Regions from separate parts of the Mus musculus genome. Here all the other regions are linked to region 1. Evidence: chromatin contacts called from public Hi-C, HiChIP or PLAC-seq, capture Hi-C and promoter capture Hi-C data. All regions are on one chromosome and are shown on one strand. Each heading gives the region's core, a stretch centred on a gene start, on an enhancer-like site or on the middle of the called end of the contact. The rest is flanking DNA. Distances are from core to core; before and after follow the strand shown.

Region 1 (4,363 bases), core at 1,227-3,726:
AGCTGTTGGCAGGGACACCCTTTCAGGTGTGCATGCCAGTTTCTTCGAAGCCTCTTTCTACTTGGTTAGCCATGTGAGCTGCTTCATGGGATCGCTCTTGTCAGCATCCTAGAAGTGGACCACCTGGCCAGCTACGCAATTTGGTGTGTTGATCTATCTGCTTCAATCATCCATTGTTCTCATAACTGACAAAAAGAGAAGAATAATTGTGGGATGTAACATCAAAATGATGCACAGCAGATAGAAGAGGCTCTCACTAAAAGGCAGGGAGCATCATACAAATCTCTGCTCACAGGTCACCAGCTCTCTGAGCTCTACTCTGAACCATGCCCAGTTGTTTTCTGTTGCCTTTAACTCCTTAAAGCTCCAATTACTCTGGTTATGACTACTGACCATTCCTGTACATTAGTAACCATTTACATCAACCCCTATCCCCAATTTTCTCAGTGTTTTCTTGTTCCTCAATCCTCTCTAATAGACTAAGGCACCCTGCTTCTTTTATTTCAGACTAAATAAAAAAAGTTTGCTTATTCCTACTTACAGGAAACTATAGAGTTCCACAAAACAATTATCCGTACCACCTAGATTAATAGTTCAGCTTTTGTTTTATAAAGGTCAGACAAATTCTCGAGTGACAGAGCATTACAGCTAGAGTTGACTTCCTTGAATAGGGAAGTGTCCTTCTCACTGTATAGCTTGCCAACTGGCATAGATGAAACTGGATGAGAAGCAGGAACGACACACAGGAAGACGAGAAGTTCCATGTCCAACTGTGTTTCAGTGTCGAAGAAAAGGGCTTATAGATATCAGATCAAATGTCAGAAGAGGCAGAATCAAAGGCTCTATCTTTAGCTGCTGTGTCCTAGTAGCTTGCTAATGCAGAAGGCAATCAGGGTCTTCTGAGAAACTATTAGTGGCCTGCAGATCCCTGAGTTCCAGGAAAAGGGGTCTCCATTCTGTGTTCCTGACCTAGGTGAATTTCTGACCTAGGTAAGTCCACCTAGCTTGGGACTGCAACATTTTGAGTGAAGAAGGTGGGCAAGCTGATAAATTAACTCACTGTTGTTCCAAAGGGCTGGGTGGGGACGTCCTATGCTATTCTTCAAGAGCTAACCTTAGAAATGTAAATGGGTCAAAAACAAAACAATGTACCTTTGTTTCAAGATACTATTAAACTCAAAGAAGCCCTTTGCAGCCACAAAGAGTTTAAAGGTAACAAAGGCTAGCTATCCCTATGTGATTATATGCTTAAGATAAGTTAAAAAGTTAGAAGATGGGTTCACCCTCCAACAACTATTGAGAAGAAAAGATTTAATTTGTATTTAAAGGAGCTTAAAGGACTTTTTAAAAATTTGATATTCTCAAGGTCAAACAAGTGCAGTACATCCCTTGTGGAACAACAAGATCAGAGGCTTTCTAAGTGCTGCCTAAAATCTGATCTTAGTTTATTTCACAGCACAGTTTCATTGTTTCTCAATCTACTGGGTGCTGATGTTTAGTAACTATAAATTCATTAAAGAATGCAGTAAAATTGTGTATGTGTGTGTTTTAAATCATGGTGTATTTTCCCTATCCGAGGGAATACTAAGAGCATACTACCAATCTTTTAGTCAAGCTGAGGAAGGTCTTTTTTTTTTTTTTTTTTTTTGAGGTACTGAAAAAGAATCTTTATATATAGGTGTGCGTGTGTCCGTGCATGCATGTGTGTGTGTGTGTGTGTGTCCCTGTGTCCTCAAACTCCCTACTTAAGAGGATGACCTTGACTCTTGATCTTCCTGCTTCCATCTCCACAGTGCTGTGCAGGTTTGGACCGCTGCCTACAGCTCTCTGAAAGAGGATTGGTCCGCTGTCTACAGCTCTCTGGAAGAGGATTGGTCTGCTGTCTACAGCTCTCTGGAAGAGGATTTGTCCGTATGTTCAAGGTCCACTGATCTATTTGAACTTAATGTTATCAACTTGATGGAGACTTTGTGAAGAAGTTAACCTTGGCACAACAGTTTCTTAGGACAAACATTTCTTTTTATTGTACAATGAATTTGTAGGCACTATTGGTTCAAGAGTGCTTTTAATCTCTGCAGGGAGATTACCTGGGGTTCTTCTTAGCTGCTCAGTAGTAGTAGTTATTTGTGTGTGTGTGTGTCTGTGTGTGGTGTCCTTCTAGGTATTCCTATGTTACTTATGTATCCACATCTATATATCAGACACTCTGTTAGGAAGTACTGAAGACTACAATTAAGGAGTAGGAGATCTATTGCTGATGGGACACTGGACCTGGCGGCCCGACCTCTGGGCTTATCCTGCCTGCAGTGTCACAGCACCTTAAGGAACAGAAGCAGAACACCTCCTGGCTCTCGGCCCCAGGATGCACGTTTGCCTTGGCCTCCGCCCCGCCTGGCGTCGCTCGTCAGCACTGCGGGCCACGCCCCTGCGCACGGGTTGGGTCCCAGCCACATGATGAAACTTCCCGCACGCGTTACAGAAGCCCGGCGACTCTAAGGTGGGAAGCGGCCTCCAACCGGTCTTGTCACTGCGCTGCCTCTGCTCCACCTTCTCTGGCCCTGGCCGCTAGTGCTCAGGTAAGCGGGAGCCGGGTGCTCAGCGCGGAGCGCTCTGCTCGCCTGGGAGGCCGGAGGATGTGCTGTCCGCGCGGGCACATGTCCCGGGAGTTCGGATGCGGAGCGCTCGGGTCCGGCGCCAGACCGATGCTGCGGTGCAGCGCGAGGCAGGGCGGGGCGGGCGCGGGGCGATTGTTGCGCACCTAGGACGGAGCTGCCAGGAAAGCTTTCATGTGAGCGAAGTGCAGCGCGGAGGCAGGGCCGCTCCAGACAGAAGGCGAAGGTGGCCTTCATTTAGACACCATAAATATTTTTTTTTACTGTATGACGTCTAGATCTGGGAAATTTCAGCCATCCGAAGGTTTTGCCTGGGACTAGGTGGACGCTTGCACAAGACCAGCTGTAATTGGGAGCCCCAGGCTAGTGTAGGGGTCTCGCTCTCCAGCAGGACAGAGGCTCTACCAAGCTCTAGAGCGAGTGTCTCTGGGTCTGTCTGGATCCGGATTTCTGAGCACTCACTCACCTCGCTGCTCAGGCCCTTCCTCCACTCCAGTTCCATACTCGCAGCCACGCCGGGAAAAATCTGTTTAAGGAGACAGGCAACCAAGTACGGGAAAAGGCAAAGGAATTGGCGTGCTTTTTTTTTTTTTTTTTTTTTTTTCTTAATTATGGATAGCTATTTCACAGGTCTAGTTTCAGATAAGATAACTTTTAAAATACACGGGCGAGTTTGATTTTTCGTTGCCTGTGGCCTACGGGTTTTAACAGCTAACTCTTCGTTGATTGATGTCAGTACTATAATATTCATTTGAAGTAAGACTTGCACAAGGCCACGGGTTGATTATTGAGGTCTTAAGGTGATCCAGTGGAGTTTAGAACTATCAGTTCAGTGTACGAAAGCGGCGCTGTCCAGCGGGGAGCCTGTGCTCTTTCATAGACTGACCCCTAGAAATGCTGGCTAGTCTGAACTGAGATGTGGTAAGAGTGTAATGTGTCGATTTCGATGATTATGAAAACCGAACGCTTGATGTTTTGATGTTTGATTGCAGCCTCTAACCACTAAAGTATCCCTCCAGCCCGGTTTTAATAATTTAGGAAAAGTAGTGTAAATATAATTAATTTTGATTATATTGTATTGGTTGTCGTATTTAGGGTGTGTCATGTTAAGGTATGTTTAAAATTAGTTTTAATGTTTTCTCTTGTCTTCTTAATGAGCTTTATTAGTATATTAAAATTTCACATATGGCTCACTGGCCAGTACTGCTGCAGAAGTTAACCAGGAAAGGAGGAAATTTACAGACAACAGTGAGGAAAATATGGTACAAGAGGGCCTCTGAGTCCGATTACAAAGGAGTTTGAATTTCCTTACTCCTGCTGAAGGAAAGAATTTTAAACTTTTCTTTACACTTCAATGTAGTGCCTGGCATATGTTTTGCATACCAGACAGTTCATTAAAGAGCCTTAAGACCTAGGTAAATGGTTCTCGGTGATCATAATTGATTTTCAGAGCGCTTTGTTAGCCCACTTCCCTTTCCCTTTTATTAGACATAGATTCTTTTCTCATATAATACTATCTGAACAGTTTCCCACCTCTCTACTTATAGTGTCTCCCCACCTCTCCCCTCTGAATTCACCCCTTTTCTGCCTCTCATTAGAAAAGGATAGGCTTCTAAGAGGCAAGCAACAAAATAGAATAAAATACAGTAAGGTGAGATAAAAGGGAAACCATCATATTGAGGTTGGACAACAGAAACCAACAGAAAGATAAAAAGATCCCGAAGAGAAGGCGCAGGAATCAGAGACCCGGA
Region 2 (4,363 bases), core at 702-3,201, 1.8 Mb after region 1:
GCTCCCTCTTAAATAAGTATTTCAAATGTGGGGGATCAGTGTAACTCCTAAATGCTCTGTCAGGCAGGCAGAGTGCTACAGCTCCAGGCACATCCTCCCAGAGACAACAGCTCGAGGCTTTCTGGGTGCACTGACTTAAAGTAGCAAAAGCAGTTGTATACTTTCTCTTCCTGTTGGGGAGTCCAGTCCCCTGCCGCCCACCTTTCCTGTTACTGAGTGAGTGAGCTGCCAGGCACTTTATTTCCTCTGCCTGTGAGCTGCACAGGAACCCGTCCTGTGCCCTAACTGTTGTTATCATGGTGTGTATTGCTTGTATACACATTTGCACACATATATCTACCCGGCTTCGCTGTGTGCCCACCCTCCACACTCTCTCTTGCATCCCCGATTCCCCTCTTTCTCTGTGCCTCCTTAGCACGCCTCGGCAGTGCAGAGTCTTTTTATTGGCATGACACACGAAAGCTGAAGAGCTACTAAAGGAAAACTGGTCAAGGGGACTATTCTGACATTGCTGGTGTAGGAAGCTGCATACATAAATTTACAGAGTAAAAAGTAAAACCTTTAGATTTTAATTTTTTGACAAATAAGTATTCCATTCTGTGAACCCGTGACTTTCCCTTGACTGATATCTATCATAGAGCCATGGAAAGAAACCCACATTGAATATTTGATAACTTCTCTTACCTTGCTTCATACTGTTTTGTAGAGATGTATAGAAATATAACACCCTACCTGGGGTCTAGAAAATATATGTTAATAAGGAAAGTGAAGGACCAGAGAGACACATGGTCAAATACCAACATTTCCTCTACACAGGTATATGAATTTTTGCCAGCCACAGCCTTTTTCGGACTTGATGTATAGAGACCAGCTGGAGCTTCCAGAATACAGAATTTAGTGAGGGACAGCCATCACTATGTATTGGAAATTAAATGTTTATTCTCCACAGATTCCTTTGTGAATAGAGAAAATACTGCTTTCTGAATTAGGAAGTGCTCTGCTATCAAGCTAGCACTGAAGGGAGTAAATGAAGATGAGCGTTCATGTTTCCTGTCTCATTTGAGACATAGGATTGTTCTGTCCAAGGTCATGAATGGGTCTAGGGCTCTCGAGGGACACAGCAGAAAATGAGGTGCTGTGAGATTTCTCCTTTCCTCACAAATGAAAAACAAAAGTCTTTTAATCAAAAGGAAAGCAGTAAATTAAGAAGTATGTGAGTGGCTTATCTGCTCAGTCTCTACTTCAGATCCTGACTGCCAGACTGTTGCCCTCTCAGACATGTCTTCTCCAGGCAGAGGCTGCAACGCCATGTGCCACAGCTGGGCAAAGGCTACAAGGCCATGTGCCACAGTTGGGTATGGCTGGCACCCAGAGAGAGAGTACATTCGTGAGCTCCATGGAATTTAAGGAAAACATGAATTAACACAAGCGCCAATTCCTCAAAGGCAGACTTCATTCTCAAATTGCATGCCAGCGGAGCCACTAATAAATTATTAGGTATCTTCATTCTGAAATGCTTGTCCAACATTAACTAATTTGACCATATGATATTTTCAAAGGGGTAATTATCATTCTCATCTCGCAGATGGGGAAATAAATCAGAACGATCATCACATTTAAAAGGGAACATTATTTCATATTGTGACTAATATCATCTTCAGTTACTAATCTTATTAAGGGGTGAAAATGTTCTATCCACACATAGGAATGGCACAGCTGACCTAATATGGGTAAGGCATGTCCTTTGAACGTCCTATTTCAAAAATTTCCTTTTCTTAATCTGCAACCCACAAAATCATTACAAGCATCTTATGAAAACAACCAAAATAGAAAAGAATACACAAGAAGGTTGGGAAATTCTTTCTATGGAAACAGTAGGGGATGTGTAGGGATAGCAGCCAGGCCCGTCCTGCCAAGGGAAGGACTCCAGGCTTCCCAGAGCAGAGGAAATGAGCATAAGCACACGGCCATGAGAGGCAGCGAGCTTGGGTTGTTTTTCTCCGGGAGTGACAGATTAGTGCTTCTGCCTGCTGTCTAGCTCATCTGACAAATGCAAAGCAGGCTGGGGCTAACATCGAGTCACAAAGGAACCCTGATATTTCGGAGTTCTATATTGGGGCATCTAATAGACTATAGACAGAACATAATTTCAAAGCTAATCTCTATCCCAAAGATTCACAGATAATATAGAACATCTGTGTTGTGTTCAATGTTGTGAGTTACCTACACAATTTAAAGAGTGTGGTAGGGTGTACACAGGTAGCATCCAGACACTACACCATTTTTTCTGTAGGGAACTTCTGCATGCCCAGACCTAAGTGTCCAAGGGGGCGGGGTGGGGGGGAGAGCCAGTTCTGAAACCAATTTCCCAGGATACTGTGGGATATCTGTATATAGTTCTGGCCACAGAACAGGTCAAAGCTGAAAGGCTTACAAGTAGGGCACATGCACGATTCAAGTGAGGATTCGAGTTTCTCGGCTGCTGCTCCATGGATGGATATTGGTTGTGATGTGCAGGTTTTTGTTTGTTTTGAGTTTTACTTATTTCATGTATATGAGTACACTGTAGCTGTCCCTGGCACACCAGAAGAGGGCAGCAGGTCCCATTACAGATGGTTGTGAGCCACCATGTGGTTGCTGGGAATTGAACTCAGGACCTCTGGAAGAGCAGCCAGTACTCCTAACTGCGGAGCCATCTCTCTAGCCCTCATCTGATGAGTGGAGACCTTAGAACAGTTTGGATGACATCTTCACGGATTGCCCAGCCCCAGAGTCATGGGCTTTGCTACTTATCTTTCCCCTGACATGGCAGAAATGGTAGACAGAAATAATAGAAGGGATGAAAGACTCTGTATTCACGATTCACAGTGTTTCAGTCCCTTGTGACAGGAAAGCCACAGCGGAGCAGCTTGATTCCTGGCAGGAGCAGGTGGCAGGGGTTGTTCCCATCACATTGGAACAGGCAGTGGAGAGAAGAAGGAACTAGGAGCCCGGATATAGCCATCAAGGGTTCTTTGCTGGTGACACATTTCTGCCAGGGAGGCTGCACTTCCTGAAGGTTCTAAGTCCTTCCAAAGTTGCTCCGCCAGATGGAGAACAAGCTTGGCTATGAGCCTGGGTGGGGACATCTCAAATGCAGATCAGAACAAGGAGCGCCCTTGCTAGTCTCCAGAGTGCTCTCATCAGCCGTGTGTAACTAGTTGATGTGAGCTTGAAACACAAGCCGCACCTTTTCTCCTTGTTCATCTTCTTGGCCGTGTAGACCTTTTGGCACTGTGGCTCTCCAAATAGTGTCCCTACAAAGTGTTGTCCTGAAACCTACTATGTGCCCATTTTCTCAGGCCTCCTGTGAAGGATGGGTCTCAGCAGTCGGAACTGAGGGAGCTCTCCAGGTGACTCTGATGCACGCTCAGGCTCTTTGCTATTTTCCTTGCCACTTCAGCCAGACCTTAAATAGAAGCTTGGGCCTCAGATTCTCTTATGAGCCTGATCTCTGTCACGCAGGTGTGGGGAATATTGCCCCTCCTGTGCATTCATCTCTCCCATCACCTCTGGTCAGCAGCCTTGACCCCCAGAAGAAGCGTACAACACACACAGGCACTGCCTCTGTGAGGCTTCTCTGGATTTGTATCAGTTCATTTTCTCCTCCTGTAACACAAGGCCCGTGGCTGGGTAACTTTACAAAACAAAGAGCTTTATTTGGCTAATTGTTAGGGTTATTTAAAAGTTCACACCAGCCTGGCTCCAATGGAAATTTTTAGGCAAGAGTTATTACACAGAAGCAAGAGAGAATGATGGCATGGCGAGACAGGAAGCTAAAGCAGTTAGGACCTGCCAGGCTTATTCTACTGCAGCAACCTTCTTGGGTAACTATCTCAAGCATGCCAAAAGAGCTATCTTAGTGACATTGAAAAAGATTGATTTACGTCTTTGTTGATTGGTTGATTGGCTGTTTGATTTACAGTTAGTTGAGTTTGTGTGTACCATTTGCATGCAAGTGCCCTCTAGGGCCAGAAGAGAAAGTCCATCTAAGCTGCATGAAGGGCTGCTCACTGCCTCTCCCTGGGCTGCCTTGTTTGAGGCTGCGCTTTGTCCTAACTGTGCCTACCTTTTCCTGTCTCAGAGCTTCTTCTGGCTTCTGCCCATTTTGCTTCCATCATTGACAGAATGATTGTTTTTAACTAGTGGCTGCTCTCTCTAGTTTCTATCAGTCTTCTCTGTCATCTTTAACAGCAGTAGGATTATTACGTCTCCCCTGCCCACATCTGGATCATGCTCAGCACTCGTTCGTCCTGCTATTGGCTGAGTCCAGCTGAGCTGCGTCTGCATCTGGAGGAAAATCCTTTCTCAGCCTCCTTGGAAA
Region 3 (4,363 bases), core at 519-3,018, 1.5 Mb after region 1:
CTCACTGTTAAATGCCATTGAAAGTGCTTTTTCATGTTTGTTTCTTGTGGGCAAGATCTTATCATGTATCCCAGGCAGCCTTGAGCTTTCCCAACCATCCAAATTCTAGAATAGCCTTACAGATGGTGCCACCATGACTTTCTAAATGGGAGACAGGGAGATTACAGACAGCAGTGAACTCACACTCCAGAAGCAGAGTTAGAGAAAAACGGGATGCTCACTGTCTCCTGAGACAGGAGCACCGCGAGCCCTCGGGAAGGCAAATGCTTCTTTCTTGGGCTTTTCATACACTAGACAGAGTCCTGTCTCACTCCAACCCATCTTGTTGGAATATTCTGATAGTTTAGTCCTGACTCATGCCCAGTGTTATCATACCAGTGTTAGCCTGGTTCATGTTGCTACCACACAGTGCCTGAGAGTAAGGCTAAAAACGTATTCCTCGTAGTTGTCACCCTGGCTATGGACTCTAGGATCACAATTTCAACAAGTCAAGGTCTTGTCTCTGTTTCCGAGATGTTTCTCTGAGTACTGTATCTTCCAGAGAGAGGAAAGCTCTAGCTTCGCACGGCAGAGGACAATGAGAGTAGACTTACTTCTATGAGCTTGTTTCTTCTCTTTCTTTTTTGACACGTCTCCTTATATAGATAAGGGTGGCCTGGAACTCTTGGTTCACCAGCTCTCACCTTTCTGGAGCTGAGAATGGAAGGGTTACAAGCCCCTTTTTATGAAGCCATTGATGCAGACCTTAGGGCAGAGCCCATAGGACTTGAGTGTTTCATACTCCTGATTTAGTTTCTAACTTGTGAATCTGGGATACATTATGGCAACTGAGTGGAACCCTAACGACATTAGTACTTACAGTATACTGATTCCAGCCTTAGAAGGCACCTTCAGGTCTTTCCTGTTGCCCATACTCTTCCTCCAGCAGTCCCTAAATTTAGGTTGCCTTCTCTGACTAAACCCTTGGGTTCCTCAGCAATTCTGGGTCTCCTGTCTCCTCTCATTCGTCATGGTTGGAGCATCTCTTGCTATCTACGCATTGGACTGACAGTCTTACCTCAGGAGTAATCTCTGAGAGCCTTTCCTGTTTTCATTGTTCTTATGGTGTCCTGAGAGCAAACAATAGCTCGTAGGGTTTTTTTTTGTTTTTGTTTTTTTGTTTTTTTTTTAAGTTTGTCACCTCTTTGAGGCCTTGACCTCTTTTGTCCTCATATAGTTGTTGCAAAATAGAGTTGTTACAAATGTGTGTTCTATACCATATTCAAGAGTTTATCAAGTTAGAGCCACAAAGGAGGCTAGTCACCTGCTTGTTATCTTTTCTTCTATTAGTCAATACTTCAGGGATTTCATGATGGCATTAAAGTGGGGTCCATCTTGAAGCAAAAACCAAGGTGAATCTGGCAAGAACCTGACCCAATGTGTGCATCTATGAGAGTATGTATGTCAACGTCCAGGTGTTGTGTGGTAACCACTCTTACTTGGCTCTCTCATGGACACTGACCTAGCCAGCCCTTGGCCTCAGCCCAAGCTGCAGCTTCAGCTCACCAAGTCCCCGGTCTTTTGAGACAGTGGCTTGCATTTCTCCCTTGCCCCCGGGGTATACACGACAATGGCTACTAAAGCTGGACAGCACAGTCTGAGTCACGTGTCCTGGCCCCTCAGTAGCTCCCATACTGAGGCCCTCCCTGGCTACAGGGCAGAGGCCTTTAGATCACGCGCGCCCGGGAGGCCCTGGCCGGGCCCAGCCAATGGGCTGACGGCACCCGCATGACCCGCGCCAGGAGGGCGTGGGGAAGCAGGCCAGGCGCGCACGCTGCCGGGCAGAATCACCGCCCCCACCTCTGCTCGGGACGGGAAGTGAGTCGCCGGGGTCCCCGGTGCAATCCAACCAGAGAGCAGGTCTCAAAGCCGCCTGTACCCCGGCCGAAGCATGGCGGCCGCCAAGGTAAGAACGGCGGGCCGGGGCGATCTGGAGCCCAGAGGGGTCCAGCCGGGGTAGTAGATGCGAGGTTCCACCTTGCAGCTGAGGGAGGAAGGGGCACAGGGGACTGCACTTGTGGCCGCGTGGGTACCGCGGCCCGATCGTGCTACAGAAACTTTGCCAGCCGGACACTCCCACTTGGTCTGGCCAGGAGCGGTGTCCCGCGGGACCGAGCCCTGGCCAGCAAGGAGGAGCGCGCGAATGGGGCCAGGTAGCCTGGGGCAGGGAAGAGCCCAGGGACACACAAACCCTTCTGCTACTTTGGGGTTCTCCTGCTTCTGACCCGACTGTTGTTGACCTGAGTTTCTCCTTCCAGGGGCCCCAACTGGGCCTGAAGCCTATCCTATTACATTTCAAGGGTTCCGCCCTCCCGCTGGTAGGGAAGTCACCTTGACTTCCGTTTTGGAAACTGGGAGACTTGGCCTGCGTCTGTGCGCAGCTAGCCCTGGACCCTTCCCCACCCCCACCCCCACCTCCCATCTTCCATCCTTCCCCTTTCTCTCTCCATCTGACAACACTTACAAGGCAGCCTCTGAGCCTCAGAGAGGCTTCTTTTTGAAAATGACAAAACAGATTGTGCTGGGAGCATGTCACTCCTGTGAAGTTCTACTTAAAAGGAATTCTGTGTAATGTGAATCGTTCACGAACCCAGGGAGAAGGCAGCTCTGACAGGTTGACCTTTCCTCTTTCACCGGTTCTTCAAACCTGCACACCATTTCAGCCTCTCTGGACTGCATTTCAACTTTTCTGGCAGAATACCATATTCAGTCCCAATCACTCGAGTCATTGGAATTTATTGCTTTTAATTTTAAGTTCACGAAGGCAGCCCTTTAATCAAGCCTATACAACTTCTTAGATCATTTTAAGTGCAGTGAACTTAAATATACCCAACATTTCAAACATTTGTCCTTAATCAAAACTCTGTGATAACCCTGAAGAGGAAAACATGGCCACCACATCATATTCTGATTTATTCAGGCAAACTAATCACATTTGCAATGGAAATTGTAAGCAGACAAATATATTTAAATAGTGTTCTATGACTAGTCTCTCCAGGCTCCCCAAATCCTCAGTTTTCTTGTTCCTAGACTCAGTGCCTTAAGTGGCCTTCCTTCCTCTGTAACCCTCAGGAGTGTGCACTGGGTGTATTTGCGCATGAGTCTGTGGATGGGCACTTTGATTTATTTCTGAAGCTACTTTAGTTCTTTCAAGCCAATAGCCCCTTTCTTTGCATTAACTTTGCATGATATAACGATTGGTATAAATCAGTTCTCTGGAGTAAATACCCACTCATCATTTATATACCTGTGTGGGAGTTTTGTCACTTGATTTACGTTACTTTAATTGGAGATGCAGTATTGATGGGCACTAAATTGAGACATATGCCTAGAAACAGAATAGAAGACTGGGCAGATACGAAGTAACAAGTGAAGAAGCAGGCTCAACTTTTTAGTTGCATTTTTTGTAATTGAGACACATCCTATCAGGGAGAGTTGGTTTTTATCCAAATCAGGAGGCCAAGGAAACTGAAACATTCCTGTCACCTTTACCCTTTGAAACCTGCCTTCTTTGTTATTTATTCACTGACAGTCACCTCTCTTCAGTTCGGATGGCTGACATATATAGATATAGAATACCTTCCAATAGGATATAACAAAACCAACTGTAAGTGGATGAGAAAGTCAGGATAAAGAGAAGGTAAGGAGAAGCTGGGCATTGTGGCACACAGGTTTAATCCCAGTGCATTGGAGGCAGGGGCCAGCTTGCTCTATAAAGTGAATTCCAGGATAGACACGAGCTGTTAAACTAAAAAACCCTGTCTTCAACAACAACAGCAACAACAAACAAATAACGAGAAAGTAAGATGAACTTAGATTAATAGAAACCAAACGTGTGCTTGGCACAGGTGACAGCATTGTCTAGCTGCCAAAACAAAGATAGACCAGTTGCTTGGAGAGACTTCACTTTGAACTGTTATCTGGGCAGTTACTCTCTATGTCTTTTGTCTTTTTTCTTTTTCTTTTTTTGGCTGAGTCTTACTAAGTAGCCTTGGCTGATCTGGAGTTTGCTGTGTATATCAGGGTGGCATGGAGATTCCATTGCCTCTTCTTCCCAAGGGCAGGGATAAAGAAATATGACCATACCAGGCTCAACTTTGTCCTTGTTTATGATATATCTGAACTGGATTCGAAAACCACTGAGAGCCACACACAAATCCACATCTGTGGATTCCATAAGACCATTTTTTTGTAATGTCTTTAATTATAGGTCAAGGACAGTATACTCAGTGTACAGTTAAAAGGTCCCAGGTGAAGGTGTTGTGGGTCCATCCTAGTCCAAGAATGAATGTGTCCCATTGAGCTGCATTTGCCTATCATTTTT
Region 4 (4,363 bases), core at 1,141-3,640, 1.3 Mb before region 1:
CATTTCGTATTGTTTTGAGTGAAATTGGAAAAATTGTCTCCTTTCTCTGTATTGCCAAAAGGCATTCAGGTAATGAAGTCTGTAACTAAACGGTAATTGAATCAGCATAATTTGCACACTGAATGGTTTTCAAATGCTCCCAGTTTACAATTAAAGGAGAATTAATGCGCTTGTTGTTGAGAATGCCGGCGCATTAGAATAAATCCAGCACTGTTGTTGTAATGAGTGGAAAACGGTTTAACTGCCAACAAACACATTTAAAATTTAACACAACGTATTGATTTCACTTCTGCTTTTGATAGATTATTTTCCAGACTATCGAAATACTCGCTTCAAGCAATAAACTGGACCATAGCTGAGAGCCCTGGCCTTGGGTGTGTGAGCACAGCCCAAGGACATAAGACAGTCCAGAGGTTCTAATCATAAGGTGTGCGGGAGAGGAGGGGCACGGTTGTTGTACCGATCAAGGGAATCAAAGGTGTTCCTCCCCTAAGACTTTCACTTTTTTCACTTTTCACTCCCTCCCACCTTACCCAATTTTAAAAATAAAAAATAAATTAAAAAGGCTTTGTTTTCTTTGATGGAACTTTCTGCCCTCCAACTCCGGGTCTTCAATGTCAGTGGGCTTACGGGACACAGGTGAGAGCGATAATGACCGAAGGTGGGCAATAGGAAGGACACCTTTTGCATTCGTCTGCATTCTAGCGGGGAAAGCACGGACCGGCGACAGTCTGAAAAGCTGTCTTTTGGATTGGCTGCCCTGGCTTTCACCTGTTTACCCCCAAGGTGTCCTGTGGGCGAGGACATTGATGCACAGCGCCCTCTGGCGTCTGCTTCTGCTACAGTCAGGCGATAAAGGTGCAAAGACTGGCAACGCTGAGGGTTCTTGAGATGCAGCCGGAAGCCGGAACCGGGTAAATACACGTACTCACACGCGCGCGCATATGTACCGGATTCACAGAACTCTCAGCCCCGCGATCGCAGGCGCCAGAGCTAAGACCGAAAAACACGGCCACTTGCAGGGATAGCACAGTATCCGGGCTGGTGGATTCTGAAGCTCTTGGGAATGAAAGACACTAACACCACTCTTAGTCCCATTTATCCAGCCGGTTTAGAAAACTCCAGCTGCTACCGCAGCGCCTGCGCTCCTCGCCCCTCCACAGAACACCTTGAGTTTTCGGTGCACTCCCGTGGCCCGGAATCTGCTGTGGAGTTCAGAACACTAGGCTCAACCTCGCCGGCAGAACGCGAGTGTCCCTGGCCCTCTGAGAAATCAAACGCGGAGAAAATATCACACTCTCCTAGGCTCGCGGTGATGCCCACAACTCCCTAGCCACACAGAGCGATTCTCCCCGCGTCGGTTCTAAGATTGTGTCAAGTCCAAACCTCCGAAAACTGATTCTGGAGGAACCTGGACAGGACAAGATTCTCTCCCTAGTGACAAGGCTTGCCATTCCCTAAAAAGAAACCCCTCACTGAAACTATGCTTCTGTTATTTAATGGCAACTGGACCTTGGAAGGCGAGAGAGGGTTATGTTTGCAGGTGTATCTCTGACCTAACTGCCTGGTCGTTTGCTATGTGTCTGGCGGATAAACTTACACCAGCTGCACCCCTGTAAGTCTCAGGGAGTTACCTGCACTTTCTTGATGTGCCACAAACCCAAATTGGGGGCGCTGGGGCAGTGGGGCAGTGAGTAGATTCCTGTTCGGCTCTTCAAGCCCACCTCCACCCCCTTTCATTTAAACTAGGTGGGGGAAGAAGTGCTGCTAAGAGTTTCATGATTCCCAATACCTTTCTTCTCCCCTTCCTCCCAAGGCATCCTCGCCTACTACCTCCTGGTTTCTGGACCTGTAAGGTCCTGTTAAGAATCATGATCCGGGAGACGGAAAATAGAGCAAAAAATGAGGATGAGAGCCTGAAAAACTCTCGCAGGAATCCAAACCAAAGCTTCCCAAAGTTCTTCCACTCTCTGGGAACACTCAGCTCTCACTGAACTGGCGGCCTCGCCCTCCCGCACCCCCCCCCCTCTCACCCCAGTTGCTTGGCCTCCAGGCTAGGGAGGTATCTCAAAGATGCCGGACCGGACCGATCGCCACTTACCAAGTAGACGGTGGGCTGCAGGAGGAGAAGAACGTACCAGCACGCAGCCTGCATCCTCCCTCCTCTCAAACTTCCTTGGCGGTGCCTTGGCTGAGTCTTTGTTCCTTCAAAAACATAGATCCACCTGACATCCACTTTACAGAGCAGGGAGCGCTCTCAGCAGCCTAGATACAAATGAAATTAGACATCCCATGACCACGCGGACAAGGCTGACGATCAAGCGAGGGGAAAGGGGCTCTTGGTGTGGAGTGATGGAGTCAAAAAGCTTGGAAGGGGGACGCAAAGATTGGAAAAGCGAGCCAATCCAGCTCCAGGAACAAGCGAGTGCGGTCCGCAGGCGGGCGGGCGAGCGAGCGGGCGGGCTTGAGCGGTGGCAGGGGGTTCCCAGAGCCCGGCGCGTCTCGGAAGCCAGCGCCCGAACGGCGGAGGCCAGAAGGGGTTAGGCACAGAGAGAGCAGCTCACAGGCTGGTTAGGAGGCCAACTGTCTCTGGCAGCCAGACCTGCCCTAGTGTTTGAAGGCGGGAGGCTGGGACTAAAGGCGGCGGCTGGTTCTTCGCCAGCCCTGGCAGGGTTCACACACGTACACAGCAGCAGAGAGAGATAGCAAAAGCAAGCGAGCAAGAGACTGAGAGAGGGGGGTGCGGGCAGGGCAAGGGTAGGTAGAACTGACCCGGATTAGGTACCCGTGAAATGGGGGTGGGGAGGGGGGTGCAATTTGCATATAGGAAAGCGGGGCTCAGTTTACCCATTTGAACCTCCTGAAATACAGATAGACACCCACAATCACATCCCTAGCACTACTTTTTTGAACGAAGGGGCACAGCCAGTTGCTAACTTCTACAGTAGAAACCTGTCTGGGACTCTGAGGGTCACCTATTAGACATGCCTTATGCCCAAGAAGAGTTTCACCCCGCTGTCCCTTCCTGGTGATGACCACCACCCTGCCCCAACGTGTCCCTGCCAAGAACGGTGGAGGCGACCGGTACATACCGCACAGGACTGGAGGCAAATGCAGCGAGCAAGAACCGCTCTGAACAGGCTCCATGGAGGAGCTACTACGGCCTGGAGTCTCCAGCGCCCGGGACGTGCCCTCCCCGGAGCTCCGTCTCCATGCTCGGGCGAGGACAGGTCCAGCTGCCTCGTCCAGCCTTGGCGGAGTCGTTGTCCCAGTGCCCGGGTCGCGATCCGGATTGGTCCGCGGGAGCCTAGGCTTGGCACAGTTGAATTCCCGGTGCAGGAAACTTAAGAGGCAAGAGAAGGAGGGGCAGGTAGAGAAGACGACGGAGGAAGGAAGAAAGGGAGGGAGAGAGACGAATGCGCCCGGTTGCTGCACCCGACCGACCCGGACTGCCTGTGTTGGCACTGACACCAGCAGCCTAGGACTCCCGGATTTCCGCGGTTGCCAGAGGATAGAGAATGACTTAAGGGGAGGAGACTGGGCAAGTCCTCCGGACTTGAACTTGAGCGATAAGACCCGAACCTTTCGGAAGAAAAAGAAAGCCACACAACAGGCGCGATGAGTCCCAGTTTCAGAAGGGGTGTGGTGACGAAATTTTGGAAGCTGCAAGCACAGGAAGCAGCCCCAGCTTTACCAGCAAGGCTGGAAAGCCCCAAGGCGACTAAGGATTGGTGTCGCGGGCGCTGTCCGAGGTCCTGCCCGGCCACGGGGGGACGCTCCGCAGAGCGCGGTTTCAACTCCCCGCCGCGACTGAGCGGTTTTCTCTTCCCGGTCGCGGCTGGTCGAGCCTACAGCCGGGACACCAACAATTACATTGACACGTGGGTGAACGACTCCTCAAAGACTAATTAATACCGCGTGTAAATAGATTCCACTCTCAGGCTCTCTGCGGGCCTCCTGGCCCTCAGGGAGGAATGAGCCCTGCTTGCGTCTCTGGTGGCCAAAGCACCCCCTGGGGGGGGAGGGGGTCGTTGGGAGGAAAGCGACCGCCAGGGGAGTGGCGAGAAGTGAGGCAGGGAGGTGCACAGGGCAACGGTGGGTGCTGGAGAGAGTAGGGTGCTCCAGTTGGCTTCGGGAGGGGCGCTGCTGCCGGGAACTGTAAACCTGTGGCTGCGGTGGCCAGAGGCGGGGATGCTGCGGACTGCCAGCCATTCAGCGAGCGAGGCAGCAGAGAGGACTGTGCGACCTTGGACTCTGGACTCTTCTCCAAGGGCTGGGCAAAACAAGAAAGGGGGATAAAATTTTCTATCTGTGTTCTATCTCTCCCTCTCTCATCTTTCTCTCTTGCTCTTCCCTCTCTCCT
Region 5 (4,363 bases), core at 1,090-3,589, 1.1 Mb before region 1:
AGAATAACAATCTTGCCAATGAAGCAAATTAAGAAGGCAAGTTCTTTACATGATTATCCTTCTCCTGCTTTTAAAGGTACAACTACACATTAGGTTTGTATAGAGCTGTATTGTTTATGAGTTTACAGTAGTCACATGCATTCTCAGATAAATTCCAAATGGCATTTTTGAGGTATGATTTACGCAGAGAATTCTTTCATTCTAAATATGTAAAGTATTAGTTTTCGGTAAATATATCACGTTATGCACCCATTTAAAAAAAAAGAAAAAAATAAACTTTTATTGATTCTTAGTGAGTTTCACACCATTTCTCAGTCCTTCCATGTCTATCCTCTACCCTTGCAATCTATTCAGCAAAAAATAAAATAAAATAAAATAAATCTTGTTGTGGATGTTGTGGTATGTCATACAGTATATATTTCTTTGTCCAAACAGTGTACAAGTCAGTGTTCATTGAAATGAGCCATTGGTCTGGTTTGCAGCTATTTGACTTCTGCACTACCATCAATGCTGGACCCTCACGGAGATGCCTCTCAGATATCCTGCTGTTTCCCTGGGTTATGGAGATCCTGAAGGTTCAGTACTGTAAGCCTGAATCCTCCACTCCAGCTGGTCGTAGGTGTGGTTGATGGTCGGGTGGGCCAGCTCAAAGACCAGGATCTGGGTCTGGGTGGTAGGTAGCTGAGTCGGTCAGCCTGCTAGCTCTCCTGCACCCTCACCAATAAGGCCAACTCTCCTGTGCTGCCCAGGGGAGGGGAAAGGCCAGATCCCAGCTCTCCAGATTGCTGCAGTCAGGGAAGGGCAAGGTACCCTTAAACAACATTTTAGAATAAGAACTACAATATTTTATATGTGAACATGTGGGCTTTGAAGCAATAAATAATAGCCAGTGTCTCCCAGGCATGGTTACATGAAGAAATCACTTGATTTAGGATATAGATGGATAGGCAGAACGGGAGAGAGAGAGAGAGAGAGAGAGAGAGAGAGAGAGAGAGAGAGAGAGAGAGAGAGAATAGGAGAGAATTTTACTGCCTCTATAGAGATGGAGATTTAATTGTTCTTTAGATAAACTAAATTAGTTAGTTGCTTAGTTAGATAGTAGTTATTTTGAGATAACTTCTCACCATGTAGTACAAGTTGACCTAGGACTCCTGATCCTATCTCACTCTCCTGAGTGCTGGGATTGCAAATGTGGGCCATCATGCATAGACACGTTGCAGAACTTTAAATGCGATTCTGAATGCAAACAAGTTTGTGAGATACTACATTAGCTTCAGGTCACCAAAGTGTTAATTCTGTGGAATTAGATCTCAAAGATTTCACTGTCAAGTCCATGCTTGGGGAATTATATTTGGTATAAAGCTCTAGATAACAATTACTCCAGTTAATATATGCTGAGATTTACAGGACTACGGGTTTGAAAATTCTCCATGAGAATCCTGAGATCATTGTTTGAATTTAGGAGCCGTCTCTAAAAGTTTCCAATAAACAGAGGCCCTCCAAAATATAAGTATTTTACAAGTTTTTAATTGATTTGCTGTGACAGAAGCATTTGTAAAGAATATCAGATTTTGTGGGACAAGAAAAAAGAGAGCAAGGAGCAGTTACAGGGGAGAGCAGGGTAGCAGGGGGTCTGCAAGAGGAATGGGGGGAAAGGGAAATCCACCCAAATACTCATTGTTCAACAAGGCCCTCATGATATCTAATGCCTTCCATGCTCCTTTTAAAAGTAGTGTTAGGACAGAATCAGACCATATGAACACTGGAGTATAACAGTCTGGAATGAAACACTGTGAAGAATTAGTGCAGATGTTACCAAAACAAAGGAAAGGGAATTCACTTGATAACCTGCCTTCAAAGAGTGTTGCTAAATCTAAAACTTCCGTCATTAATTGACAGCAGACTTTTGAGCCAAACATTTGTTAAATGCCAGAATCCAAAGCACTGTGGTGGATATGTTAGTGAACACAAGGTAGATTATAGAATCCTTGGCCTAAATGACTGAAGTGTATATATAAATTTCTTTATTGAAATTTGGGAAGCACTGGAGTAAAGTTTGGCTTAATGTCTCTTTGTTCTTTTTTTTTTTTTTTAATTTTGAAAGTTTTCATTTAGTATAGCTTTGGTAAACATTCTGAGAACTCCAGTAAGTATCTGGGAGAAGCATAGAAGCTGCAGAAATATGGTATTAAGGAGTCGGGTAGAAGTTTCTGGCAGTCGCTAGAAGTTGGAGGACATTTGCAGGAAAGGGTGGCCTTGGCAATTAGAGATGTCAGTCAGTCTGTGTGGATGAGTCAAGAGGGAGGAGGGTGACTGTGGAGGACAGTGAGCAAGAGGGGGCAAGCAGAAAGCAGTGTTGCAAGGCTCATAAAGCAGCTAAGGGGACTGATAAAGGTTTGGAATGTCTTGATTAGGTCGTTGGTTTTGATGTAAGCTATGGAAAACTTTAAAAGTGGGACAGAAGCCAATCAAAATACTATGTAATTAACTTCATTCTTGAATAACTCCAAGACATTGCTCTGTCTTCCACATACCCTGCCCCCCATCCCACCATGACTCATCAGAATATGACTCAAAATACATAATTTGGATGGAAAAAAGGCTTTAAATTCTAGATAAGAAACAGTGGAGAGGGAAAGAAACTGAAAAAATGGAAGGGAAATGCACAGAAGAGCTGAGCAACATAAACACAATTGTAGTTTCTTAGAATGAGTTATTACAGAACTTATTCCAAGGACTAGAGCGCTTTGGTTTGCTTTGTTATGAGACAGGGTCACATGTACCCAGGCTAGCCTTAAACTCTCTATGTAGTCAAAGATAACCTTGAATTCTTAACTCACCTGCCTACACTTCTCCAGTGATTGCCGGCATGCGCCACCATGTCCAGTTTATGCAGTACCAGAGATTGACCCAGGCCTTATGCATGCTTCTGACTGAGACTGTAAGTGTTAAAATGAAACTTACTCTGCACTGGGACAATAGGAAAGGTATAATGATGGCCAGATTCCACCCATCAGAGGCTCTGATATATGAAAGTATAAATTCATTTGAAAGAAGGGAATTTAAACTGACTTTGCCTCTTGAAGACAGCTGATGAGGGAAGCAGTTCCCTTGGGTCAGTACTCACAGGTTAGGCTCTATCTGAAGTTGGCAGAAGTTCGAAGTGTTGCCCATGTAGTAAAAATTTTGCACCCATGAACAATGAAAGATTCAATAGATTGTGGAGTCTTGGACCATGGTCCGAGAGAGCTTATGAGGCCAGTAACTGTGTATCAGGGTCTGAGTCCCTATGAGGAGGCCAGGAGATGCCACTGAACGAAGTTCTACAGATGAAATTTAAGTGCAGAGACTTGAGTGTGCTAGAGACAATATATGATCATGAACTATCCTGAAGAAAGCTGTGTGCATTGAGTGGTACCTGATCAATAGAGAAGTTATGTTTGCTACAGGCAGCAGAACTGCCTATGCTCTTTGTAGGCCAAATGACACCATCATGAACCTCAAAGGCCACACATAGAGTTGTAATATTTGGTATTTGCCCTGCTGTGCTTAGTCTTACTTTTGTCTGATAAATATTTGCTATGATCTCATCCTTCTCTTTCAGAATGGTAATGTTTATTCGGTAGCATCATATATTGGAAGTATGCAATCTGTTATTGATTTTATAGATAATCACAGTTAAGAAACTGCCTATAGTCTCAGCTAAGACTTGTCCTTCAGGTTTTTAAATAGTGTTGCAATTGTTAAGTGCTATAGGACTTTTGATGTTAGATTCAACATATCTTGAATTATGAGTTAGCCTCTCTGGGGTGAGGGGTTGGAAGTGTATAGTTAAAAGTAATGTGTTTCAGTTTCAAGTTGACAAGGGTGAAGTTGTGATTGTTTTGAGTGCAATGCGACCAGCTCCTTCAAGCTCCTTTCTCCACTGTATCCTTGCCATAATGGTTTATATCCTTAAGCTATGAAATAAAATAAACACTTCCTTCCTTGCATCACTATATTAAATATTGTGTTGCGGCAGTGAAGCAAGTACCTAATACAACAACCAACCAAAAACATGACGTAACTCCGAAAAAGGAATTCAAAATAATTTTGACATTTTCAGCCTTGCCAAGATAACAAAAAAGCTTAGGAAGAAAAAGATTGCTCAGTCCTATATAAGTCTGAGAGAAGATAAGCTTATTGAAAGAACACTAAAGCAACTACCTAGTGATGTCTTAAACTCTGGCAATACATTTTTAAACTTGAGTTTCATATGAAATATACATACATACATACATACATACATACATACATACACATATACATACAGATGTACAACAATCAGTGAAAAAGGAGGCATGAAATGGCAACAGAGTGAGGA
Region 6 (4,363 bases), core at 1,336-3,835, 1.1 Mb before region 1:
TTTGGGATAGCATTGGAAATGTAATTGAGGAAATACGTAATAAAAAAAAACTGATGTTTGGGCATCAAGTTGACAGGAGTAGACCTGTGACCAGTTAGTCACTAAGGAGACAGTCCTAGTTCTGTCTGTGAGGTTGAACTAATGGGGAAAGAATGACTCTAGGGGCTGGGATCCAAAAATCTCTCTCTCTCTCTCTCTCTCTCTCTCTCTCTCTCTCTCTCTCTCTCTCTCTCTCTCTCTCCCTTCCTGTGAGTCATATGACCAGCTGTTTCACATTCTTGCTGCCATGCCTTCCCTAGCCTGCTATACCTTACCCCATTAAACCACAAACTCTAGTAAACTTTTCTTCAAGTTGCTTTTCTCTTAAGTTACTATGTCACAGCAACAAGAAAAGTAGCTAATACTAAGGCCTAGCTCCCACTTTCTAAGGGAAGGAAACAGACTTTTGGAATTGGCCCACTGTTCTCTAGAATCCATGTTATCAATAGCCTCGAAAGGTCTCTAACCCTACAGTCCCATCAGCCACACCTCGAATCCAGAGGGAGTATTTCCTATGAAGAAGTTCATTGTTCTGTTCACCTCTGAATCTGCATTTTGATTCTAATTTCAGATCCCACCATCCAGTAACCATCCTTTTTTTGGTCCCAATTTTCACTGGCGCCTTGAACACGCTCTGCAAGATGAAGCAACAGATCACCTAGAAACTAATGGAAGTGTTGTAAAAAGAGAGAAATTTTTACTTTTTTATATTGATTTCTGTTATGTGGATGTTTTGCTTGCATGTATGTTTGTGTACTCTGGTGCCCATGCAGGTCAAAAGAAGGTGTTGGATCCCCTGGAACTAGAGCTATGGATGGCTACAAGCCCCCATGTGGGCACTGGGAATTGAAACCAGGTCCTCTGGAAGAGTAGCCAGTGATCTTAACTTGTGAGCCATCTCTCCAGTCCAGGAGGAGAGAATTTTTTTAGTGGAAAGGTAAAAGTACCCTGGGGTGATGTAGGATGAGCAGAACTATTTTCTTCCTCAAATCCTATCCTAAGCACTAGAACAAGGCTGGAGGTGAAGAAAAGTCACTTAAAGCTATGCATGGGAGGACATCCTATCATCTAACCATTCAGCATCCATCCCAGGCAGGAGGATCTCTGGTTCCAGTCCAACTTGGGCTACACAACTAGAACATGCCTCAAAAAAACAAATTAAATAAATGAATAAGACATCACTTAAGGTGTGCTCTTAAAGTCTCTGGGAGCTAGGGGGATTCTGTTCACACTGGCCAGACCCTGCTTTCATCCTGTGGGTTCTTCGATGGCAGGTACTGTCTTTGAAGGCTAAACTCAGCCTCTGTGACTGACAGGCTCTCAGACTTCTGGCCAAGGTGTCTGCCTTAGCCCTTAAATGGTTCTGTAAATCTACTTCTTTGTTCTTTCCAGAGCTTAGGTCCCAGTGAACTATGCTTCTAGGGGACACTTTCAACACATCAGACACTGGCTTTCTTATAAAAAAAAAAAAATGCATTTGCCTCAAAACCAATCTTTGATAAGTGAGTGGAATTCTTATATTTTCATGTAATTAATAAATTGCGACTGGTATGAAGACTGGTATGAGTCAAGGGAAATTTGGCCCTTCAGCGTACCTCTGATGTTAGAAGAAATTAGCATTTCTTTCTATGTTTGGACACTTTTCTTACTTTGCTTTCCTAGGGACCAAGCCCAGGGCTTTGTGCATGCTAGGTAAGTGTTCAGCCACTGAGTTATCCCTAACCATGCTTTAAACCCCACTCTCTCCTCAGGTTAAATCTTGGTTCAGACAACCCTAGGTTCAACCCTGGTTCTTCACTACTGAGCCATGCCAAGGCTATCAGATCCACCAGTCTTCCGTAGGGAACTCTGAGCTACGGTATCTTCACCCTTAAAACGGGGATAATTTTAACCACCATATTGGGCCATCAAAAAATTCAGTGTGAAGGACACAGTATTGGTTTGGCACCCAGGAAACAACCCTTTTATGTTAGCTGTGGATTTCTGGCTTGTTTGCATTATTACTAAGTAATTTTTCTTTCCACCTACTAGCTGTTCCTAGCAGTGATCATTCAACAAACTTCTCTATGACATCGAAGGAGGGGTGAGCCCAGTATCTCTATCAGTATAGACAGCATTGGGAACCATTATTTGATATCCCTCTCCTGTGATATGCAAGGTACTCCAGAAACTGAGGTTTGTGTTTTGTGACAAAGGATAAGAAGAGATGAAACACTGTCTAAAGTAAGTATAGGTGACTGATATGGCATATGGATATTAAAAAAAAGTGTGTAAATACATACCCAGCTGTTTTCTTAACACTGCCTTTTTAGCCTTTAAGCCCAAATTTGGACTCCAGATGCAAACCTACTTGTTTTGGCACTGACCTCACGAAATCTCCTGTCCATTCAAGTAACCAAACTCTATAAAGTAGCACGCACCCTTTACACAAACCGAGGAAGGAACTCTGAGGTGTTCTAGGCGTCAGCCACCTGTAGACAGGTCATTGTGACGCGAACGCTATGGACACGTGGAACACCTGCTAGGGAGCAGGGGCGGGGTCATCTCTGGCAGCAGGTCCAAACGCCAGATACCCTAGACATGGGGGTCACGGGAAAACCCCAGGGAGTAGAGAGAGGGACACTCGGTCCTCTCATCCTTGATCCGCCCCAAACCAGGTGAGACCACCGCCCTCCCCCACCAGGATCCCTGGGTCCTGCAGAGAGTGGCCGCTGTCCCCGCAGGAAGGGAGGCGGCGGGTTCTGGCGGAGGGGAGGGCGCCGGCTCGGGCCGCCGCGCTGCGCTGCGGCGCGCACCGGCTCCGCGTTGCTATTCCGGCTGGCGGCGGCCGCTGCAGGAAGGACCGCTTCCTGCGCTCCCCGCCCCTTCCCTCGCCAGTGCTGACGCTGACGTCGGCGCAGGGAGCTGGAGGGACGCTAGGATCTCCGCCGGGAGGCTCCTGGGGGCCGGAGCACCAAGGTACCTGCCCTCCAGGGCCGGGGCGGGGGCGGGCCGGGCGGGCTGCATGCTGCAGTGGGAGACGCCCGGGTGGCCGGGTGGTCGGGGGCGCCAAGCCAAGGCCGCCTCTACTGCCCTTTGCGGGCTACGGGTTCCAGGCGGGTCACCTCATCCACACACCCACCCCCCCATCGGGTGCGGGAGGAGCATCATCCTCTTCCCTCCCGCAGATCCTCCCTCGGGCCTGGATGTGTGGAGGATGCGCGCGCCCTAGGAGCGTGCGTCAGCCCCCAGGGAGCGGGAGGGAAACCAGAGAGCACCTGCGCCCATACCCAAGCCGGTGCTGGCCTACCCTTCCCTTCCTCCCAGGTCCCCTCTGGACTGGGATTTTCGTCTAGAGCTGACTTGTTGACAAGTTCACCTGCAGCGGTATCTGACGTTTACTTTTGCCGTTCCTCCTATGCTAGTCTTTGGCAGGGACTGCTAAGAGCCGATGGGTACCTTTTTTGTAATGACTGGTGCCAGGAGGCCTGTGGTTGGCCCCTGCGGGCTAGGAAGAGTCACTGAGCACGCCACGTTCTTGCAAACCCTGGCACGCGGGGTTTCTTTGGGTGCTGCGCTGCTGACTCCGCCTTTCCTGGCCCAGGCTTGATGCAGCTCCTGTTTCCTCTGAAAGTAATATCCTGTTATGCCAGTCTTTCTCCCAAGCGGCTCCCCCGTTAACCTTCACACTATCTTTTGACTTGTAGGGTTCCAAAGCCTCTGAACCACTCTTTGGAGCCTTTAACGTGCCATATCCGTGAATAACGTTTGGGGTCTTTTGGTGGGCATTAAGGTCTAGAAATGAGACTATATTCTCCATTTTTAGATAGCATTGAATCTAGCACAAGAAGGGTTTATCCATCAACCTGAGCAGCTGCTAACTAAACATTCCATGGACCTGGAAAAGACATCACCAGCTGGTTTGAAAATGGTTATGAATGGAGGAAGACACATGGAGTATTTGCTGACCATTATGGTTCTTTAAGCGATAACTTACTGCATGTGTGAGTGTTTATATCGGCAGTCTCTCAGATTGGCTCCCATGATCCTCTGGTTTAAATCTGACATCTTGACCGCTCAGAAGTTAGGGAATAAAATAGGACACGATTATGAAATTCACACTCCAAAATGTTTCTTACCCTTTGTTCAACACACACATACACACCACACACACACACACATACACACACCACCATACACACACACACCACACACACACACACACACACACACACACACACATGTCTGCTGTGCATGATGTGTGAACACTTGCATGCCCCACATGTGAAGGTCAGAGAATAATAATTCTGTGGCTTTGGTTGCCTCCTCTACCTCTACATAGGTT
Region 7 (4,363 bases), core at 982-3,481, 1.0 Mb before region 1:
AGGGTGTTTTGCTTTGTTTTGTTTTTAAGTCACAGTAGCCAGCTGCTGTTAGAAGCTAAAAATGGGATGTTACTTTCCATAGAAAGCGAAAGGTTGTTGGTTGAATTGGAAGCACCTCGTATTAGTCAATGAAGAGAAATACATATAGCATTGAAAAGGAAATCTTATAGATATGGCATGGATATGAAACAAGCATTTAAAATGAAATACGGTGTGCAGTAACAAAAAAATGCAGAAGTTAAAGCTAGTGCAGTTTCACATTCAGTTAGTGCCACGAAAATATGGTTTTCTGCTCTTCTGGACAAAAAGAAAAGCCAAAGAAGGAAGAGTCTCATGGTACAGACAGACACAGGCCCATGCTCACACACCCTGACAGCCACCCAACTGTGCCAAGGGCTAATTCATGAGCCCAAAGGGCACTGCTGTCCAGAAAAAAAAATTGGGACTGACCATGTCTCAGCCAGAGGAAGCCTTTAGCTGGGCTTGGATCTGTGGTTCTGTGAACTTTATTTATTTGGTTGTTTTTGTTTGTTGTTAATCATGGTGGTAGTTTGTTTGGCTTTGGTTTTGATTATTTTTGAGACCAGATCTCTTCTCTGTAGCCTTGACTGACCTCAGTCTCTCAAGCCTCTACCTCCTGAGCTCTGGGATTATAAGCATGCCTCATCACAACAGGCTTTGAGAATTTGGATCTTGAGAGAGAAGTATGAAAAGAGACATTGGTTATCTCATTTTTTTAAATGGGTTCCAAAAACCCTTCCTCCTGCCACAGGACTTTCTGCTGCAGCGCAAGAACTGTAGTCACATGTAGGCAAGCAGCAGTGAGTTCTTTAGACTTGTGGTTCCTATCCAACTTTGTGTAGTTGTTGGAGAGATTGATACTAATAATGGGGTACAATTTGAAGAGTAGGGAGCCTGATGGGTTAGTGAAATAATTCAACCTTCAGATCACAGTGGAAAACAGTTTTATTGAGTATGCTGCATATACAGTGTGTGAAGAACTGGCTGCAGGACATGAGTTATGATCAGGGGCTACATCACTTCCCCCAGATAAACCCCCTTGTACCAGATCTGTTGCATGGTGTAAAATGGACAAGAATTCTAGTGACACTTCAGATGTGGTTATAGACACAGATGATATACGAATACACACCTGTATCCTCAGCATGTAGGAGGTAGAGGCCAAAGGATTGGGAAGTTGAGGATAGGACTAAAAATACGGTTCTGTGAGTAAAAAACAATTGCTTTGCAAGCAAAGCATGAAAATAAATTAATAAGAGGACTTCAGTTCAGATTCCAGGACTCAGAAAGCTGGGTATGGTCCATGTTACCTGTTACCCTACAGCTGGCTAGATTGGGAGAGGTGAGGAGGGAGGATTGAGAGGATTTCTGGGCCTTTCTAACCTCTAGCCTTGCTCCATATTTACTAAGAGATTTGTCTCAAGGAAGTAAGGCACAAACTGGAAGAACTTCTTCTCTGGCCTCAGTGACTAGTGCGCATACACCGTACACGGTACCAGTGATGTAGCTCAATGGTAGAGTGCTTGTGTTGCAAGCCCGCACACTTCTGTGTTTGTGGCTCTGACGATGGTGGATGTTTGGGGTCCTTTCTGGCGGTTTCATGGATGTTCGGGTTATATTGAATCAGTTTCTAGAAAAGAAAAATTGTTGCTATTATAAATAATGGCTCTGATCATTTTTGTGACTCCTTTGTTACCTCCTGAGAGTGCACTCAGTAGTACTCCTCACGGTACAAGAGTGATATCAAAAGGATTATACAGTTCCGTGACTTTTTTACATTTTTCTACCAAATCAGTCTGTAGACGGCGGCAGGCATGTGCCAAATCACTGTCTTACTAAATTGCCCCATCTGCCCTTGGCTCTAAAAATAGTTTAAGTAGAACCAATCCAGATTTGGTTCCAGCTCTGTATTTTGAAAATTTACTAACTGGTTTACCTGGGGGCCTAACACATCTTCCGTCCCCACGTCCAACACCAACTTGCTTCCTAGTGGATGAGGGATTTGAGTTGATTTACAAAGGACAGACTGTAACTCAGGCAGCAGAGATCAGAAGTCAGCAAGAGAGAGTAATAGCAGGCAGCTAGCACTGCTTTCTAGGCAGCCACAAAAGGTCCCCACCGTCTGTCTGCCTTGACAAACCCAACTCCTTCATTTCAGCTGGAGGCAGCACATTGTGGGCTCGCTTTTCAGCACAGAGGTCATTTTCTGGTTCTGATTACAGGGCACCAACTCACTGACAGATGTGTTCGAGTGAATTTGATCTCTCCTATTGTGAATGGACTTTAAGTGGTTGGGTGGGGGAGGGGGAGGGACTTACCTTGCAGCCTGCCACTTGGATTTAATTTCCTCTCATCTTTGCCCCAGAAGAAAGAGGGCCTTGTAAGTTGTCTCCCTCACTTTCTTGGTCATAGAAATCCTCACCTGTTCACCTCCTCTTTCCCTGTTTTCTCCACCAGTCTTGTCTCAAGAGGAAAATGAACTGGGAAAGTTTCTTCGATCTCAAGGCTTCCAAGACAAAACCCGAGCAGGAAAAATGATGCAAGCCACGGGCAAGGCCCTCTGCTTTTCCTCCCAGCAAAGGTGTGTGTGTGCGGCCTTCTTGGAAGCTCTGTTTTGGGAGACCCCCAGAGAATCTGGGACCCGCTTCTTCCCCATGGGGAAGTTGCGCAGTCTAGAACCCTTTAGCCTAAACCTGAGGGACTCCTCTCTCTACTTAGCTGGCCCCCACTTCCCTCGGATATAGAGAGCAGCAAGGATTTGTTTTCTTCCCTGGTATTTAATCTTGTTTGTCTTCTGCTCTGTGGGAGGCAATATGTATGCCAATCTTTGTGAGTGATTACATTTGACCTTCAAGTTCTTCATAACAATCAGGCTGATCCCCTTTCAAGCATTTGATTAAAGCAAGAATCTAATGAGACCAGCTTGAAGGGTTCCCACTCTGCTCTCTGAGGGCTAATGAATGGCCTAGAGGTAGTGATGCAGGACCACACCCCTCAGGCCCGAGGCCAGGAGCATCACTTTGGAGCCTGTTAAGAGCAGAATCTAGACCCTGCCCCCACACCCACAAACTCTACCTCTACATTTCAAATGGATCTACAGTTGATTCTGATATACAGCAAAGTTTGACAGTCTCCAGTACAGAGGAAATTGTGACAGAGCTGATGAATTTCAAAACACAACCTCAACTAATGTATCTGGCCTTTAAAACCAACCAACCAACCAAACAAACAAACAAACACCAGTTCTGAGCGTTTGTGCCACACCGCTGCTGCTAGAGAGAAGAGACTCAATCTCTCCTTCCCTATGAACAAGCCCAAGAAAATGTCTCCATTAATATCACACAGAATTATACCTAAAGAAAGCTCTGCAGGTAGTTTCCAAGATTATGTAGGTGCCGGGCAGTGGTGACGCACGCCTTTAATCCCAGCACTTGGGAGGCAGAGGCAGTTGGATTTCTGAGTTCGAAGCCAGCCTGGTCTACAGAGTGAGTTCCAGGACAGCCAGGGCTACACAGAGAAACCCTGTCTCAAAAAACAAACAAACAAACAAAACGACAAAAACAAGATTATGTTGGCTTCAGCAACTCACTTACTCCAGTTGTCTGCCTGTCTCCCCTACTGTTTACCCTACTGCTTTACCTCCCTGTGATCCAAGATCAAGCCATTGATTGGCAACTCACATGAGCGTTCCTATGGAAACCCAAGAAAGGTGGCATTAAAGGGGGGGGGCTGGCAGTGTGTACATGCGTTTCAGTGGCCCCATTCTTGGACACTCTGGTTCTTGCTATATTTGGACCCTGTCTTGTATGCAGTGGCAGCAGTCATAATTGAATATTGCCGTTGCCAGCTGTTCTCTACCACAGTTTAAGTTTTTTTAAAGTATTTTCTTAAAATCTTGAATTGTACCTTTAATGCTTAAAACAAACAAACAAACCAAAAAGAGAAAAGCTCTAAAACAAGTGCATTATAACCCCCTTGGTAGATAATTCTTTTGTGTACATAGCCTCTTTCAATATTATATGGATAATTGATTGCTGGCAAATCAGAGAATAAATGTTCTAATGTTTAGATTGTAAGTTTCACTGATTTCAGTGAGAAAACGTTTAAGTGTGCCTATGTACCAAAACTATGAAAAACAGTGTTAAAATCCAGATCACATTGAGGGTTACTATTATTAATCACATTTGCTATTCTATCTTACGACTACCCAGTTACAGTCTGTATGACTGCATACCAAAATGACCCCACAAAGGATCCATATATAGCACCTTAAGTTACTGTTCTCTTAAACCCCCTCTCTTTCTCTTCCTCAATCTCTCAGTCTCTGTCTCAATCTCTCTAT

The links. Promoter capture Hi-C pulls out the DNA fragments that hold promoters and counts their contacts. A called contact is a pair of places that touch in the nucleus more often than the background predicts. HiChIP or PLAC-seq counts read pairs in DNA pulled down with a chosen protein or histone mark. Capture Hi-C pulls out chosen DNA fragments and counts their contacts.
Region 2: a contact with region 1 is called in a promoter capture Hi-C map of hippocampal neurons, with 4 times the contacts expected there. The contact joins the enhancer-like site here to the promoter of Asns in region 1. A contact is called at or near these places in 5 of 39 promoter capture datasets (the 3T3-L1 cell line, the C10 cell line, hippocampal neurons and 1 more) and 1 of 9 other capture datasets (adipose tissue).
Region 3: a capture Hi-C map of embryonic stem cells shows a contact between it and region 1, with 3 times the contacts expected there. The contact joins the promoter of Slc25a13 here to the promoter of Asns in region 1. A contact is called at or near these places in 1 of 39 promoter capture datasets (embryonic stem cells), 2 of 484 Hi-C or Micro-C datasets (both in embryonic stem cells), 5 of 115 datasets of contacts at active chromatin or transcription factors (all in embryonic stem cells) and 3 of 9 other capture datasets (adipose tissue, embryonic stem cells and liver).
Region 4: an H3K27ac HiChIP or PLAC-seq map of embryonic stem cells shows a contact between it and region 1, with 4 times the contacts expected there. The contact joins the promoter of Nxph1 here to the promoter of Asns in region 1. A contact is called at or near these places in 1 of 484 Hi-C or Micro-C datasets (embryonic stem cells), 2 of 115 datasets of contacts at active chromatin or transcription factors (both in embryonic stem cells) and 1 of 9 other capture datasets (adipose tissue).
Region 5: a FOXA1 HiChIP or PLAC-seq map of pancreatic cancer cells shows a contact between it and region 1. The contact joins the enhancer-like site here to the promoter of Asns in region 1. A contact is called at or near these places in 9 of 39 promoter capture datasets (the 3T3-L1 cell line, frontonasal cranial neural crest, hippocampal neurons and 4 more), 1 of 484 Hi-C or Micro-C datasets (the G1E-ER4 cell line) and 1 of 115 datasets of contacts at active chromatin or transcription factors (pancreatic cancer cells).
Region 6: a FOXA1 HiChIP or PLAC-seq map of pancreatic cancer cells shows a contact between it and region 1. The contact joins the promoter of Ica1 here to the promoter of Asns in region 1. A contact is called at or near these places in 8 of 39 promoter capture datasets (the 3T3-L1 cell line, cranial neural crest, embryonic stem cells and 4 more), 1 of 484 Hi-C or Micro-C datasets (the N1E-115 cell line), 8 of 115 datasets of contacts at active chromatin or transcription factors (embryonic forebrain, embryonic stem cells, epiblast stem cells and 5 more) and 3 of 9 other capture datasets (embryonic stem cells, liver and macrophages).
Region 7: a contact with region 1 is called in a Hi-C map of the N1E-115 cell line, with 5 times the contacts expected there. The contact joins the enhancer-like site here to the promoter of Asns in region 1. A contact is called at or near these places in 9 of 39 promoter capture datasets (the 3T3-L1 cell line, 3T3-L1-derived adipocytes, frontonasal cranial neural crest and 4 more), 1 of 15 datasets of contacts at CTCF or cohesin (large pre-B cells), 3 of 484 Hi-C or Micro-C datasets (the G1E-ER4 cell line and the N1E-115 cell line), 10 of 115 datasets of contacts at active chromatin or transcription factors (the NIH/3T3 cell line, embryonic forebrain, embryonic limb bud and 6 more) and 4 of 9 other capture datasets (adipose tissue, embryonic stem cells, liver and 1 more).

The regions. Positions count from the first base shown.
Region 1 is chr6:7,691,322-7,695,684 of GRCm38.p6, reverse strand. Asns (asparagine synthetase) reads left to right here and starts at 2,476. Exons shown (of 12, transcript NM_012055.4): 1 at 2,476-2,576.
Region 2 is chr6:5,853,324-5,857,686 of GRCm38.p6, reverse strand. The region is part of intron 6 of Dync1i1 (dynein cytoplasmic 1 intermediate chain 1); the gene reads right to left. Among named protein-coding and RNA genes, the nearest start is that of Gm34527, 36 kb to the right of the region's middle. Within about 2 kb of position 1,951, at least 4 of the 459 cell types and tissues checked have an H3K27ac peak or open chromatin away from gene starts, as enhancers often do. A contact at or near this core is called in hippocampal neurons, where this site is marked.
Region 3 is chr6:6,214,578-6,218,940 of GRCm38.p6, reverse strand. It overlaps Slc25a13 (solute carrier family 25 (mitochondrial carrier, adenine nucleotide translocator), member 13), which reads left to right and starts at 1,768. Exons shown (of 18, transcript NM_001177572.1): 1 at 1,768-1,945. The coding sequence starts at 1,931.
Region 4 is chr6:8,948,046-8,952,408 of GRCm38.p6, reverse strand. It overlaps Nxph1 (neurexophilin 1), which reads right to left and starts at 2,390. Exons shown (of 2, transcript NM_008751.5): 1 at 2,102-2,390. The coding sequence starts at 2,155.
Region 5 is chr6:8,800,942-8,805,304 of GRCm38.p6, reverse strand. No RefSeq gene overlaps it. Among named protein-coding and RNA genes, the nearest start is that of Gm38765, 3.1 kb to the left of the region's middle. Within about 2 kb of position 2,339, at least 18 of the 459 cell types and tissues checked have an H3K27ac peak or open chromatin away from gene starts, as enhancers often do. A contact at or near this core is called in pancreatic cancer cells, where this site is marked.
Region 6 is chr6:8,776,706-8,781,068 of GRCm38.p6, reverse strand. It overlaps Ica1 (islet cell autoantigen 1), which reads left to right and starts at 2,585. Exons shown (of 14, transcript NM_010492.3): 1 at 2,585-2,997.
Region 7 is chr6:8,740,494-8,744,856 of GRCm38.p6, reverse strand. It overlaps Ica1 (islet cell autoantigen 1), which reads left to right. Exons shown (of 14, transcript NM_010492.3): 5 at 2,479-2,602. Among named protein-coding and RNA genes, the nearest start is that of Ica1, 36 kb to the left of the region's middle. Within about 2 kb of position 2,231, at least 26 of the 459 cell types and tissues checked have an H3K27ac peak or open chromatin away from gene starts, as enhancers often do. A contact at or near this core is called in the N1E-115 cell line and embryonic limb bud, where this site is marked.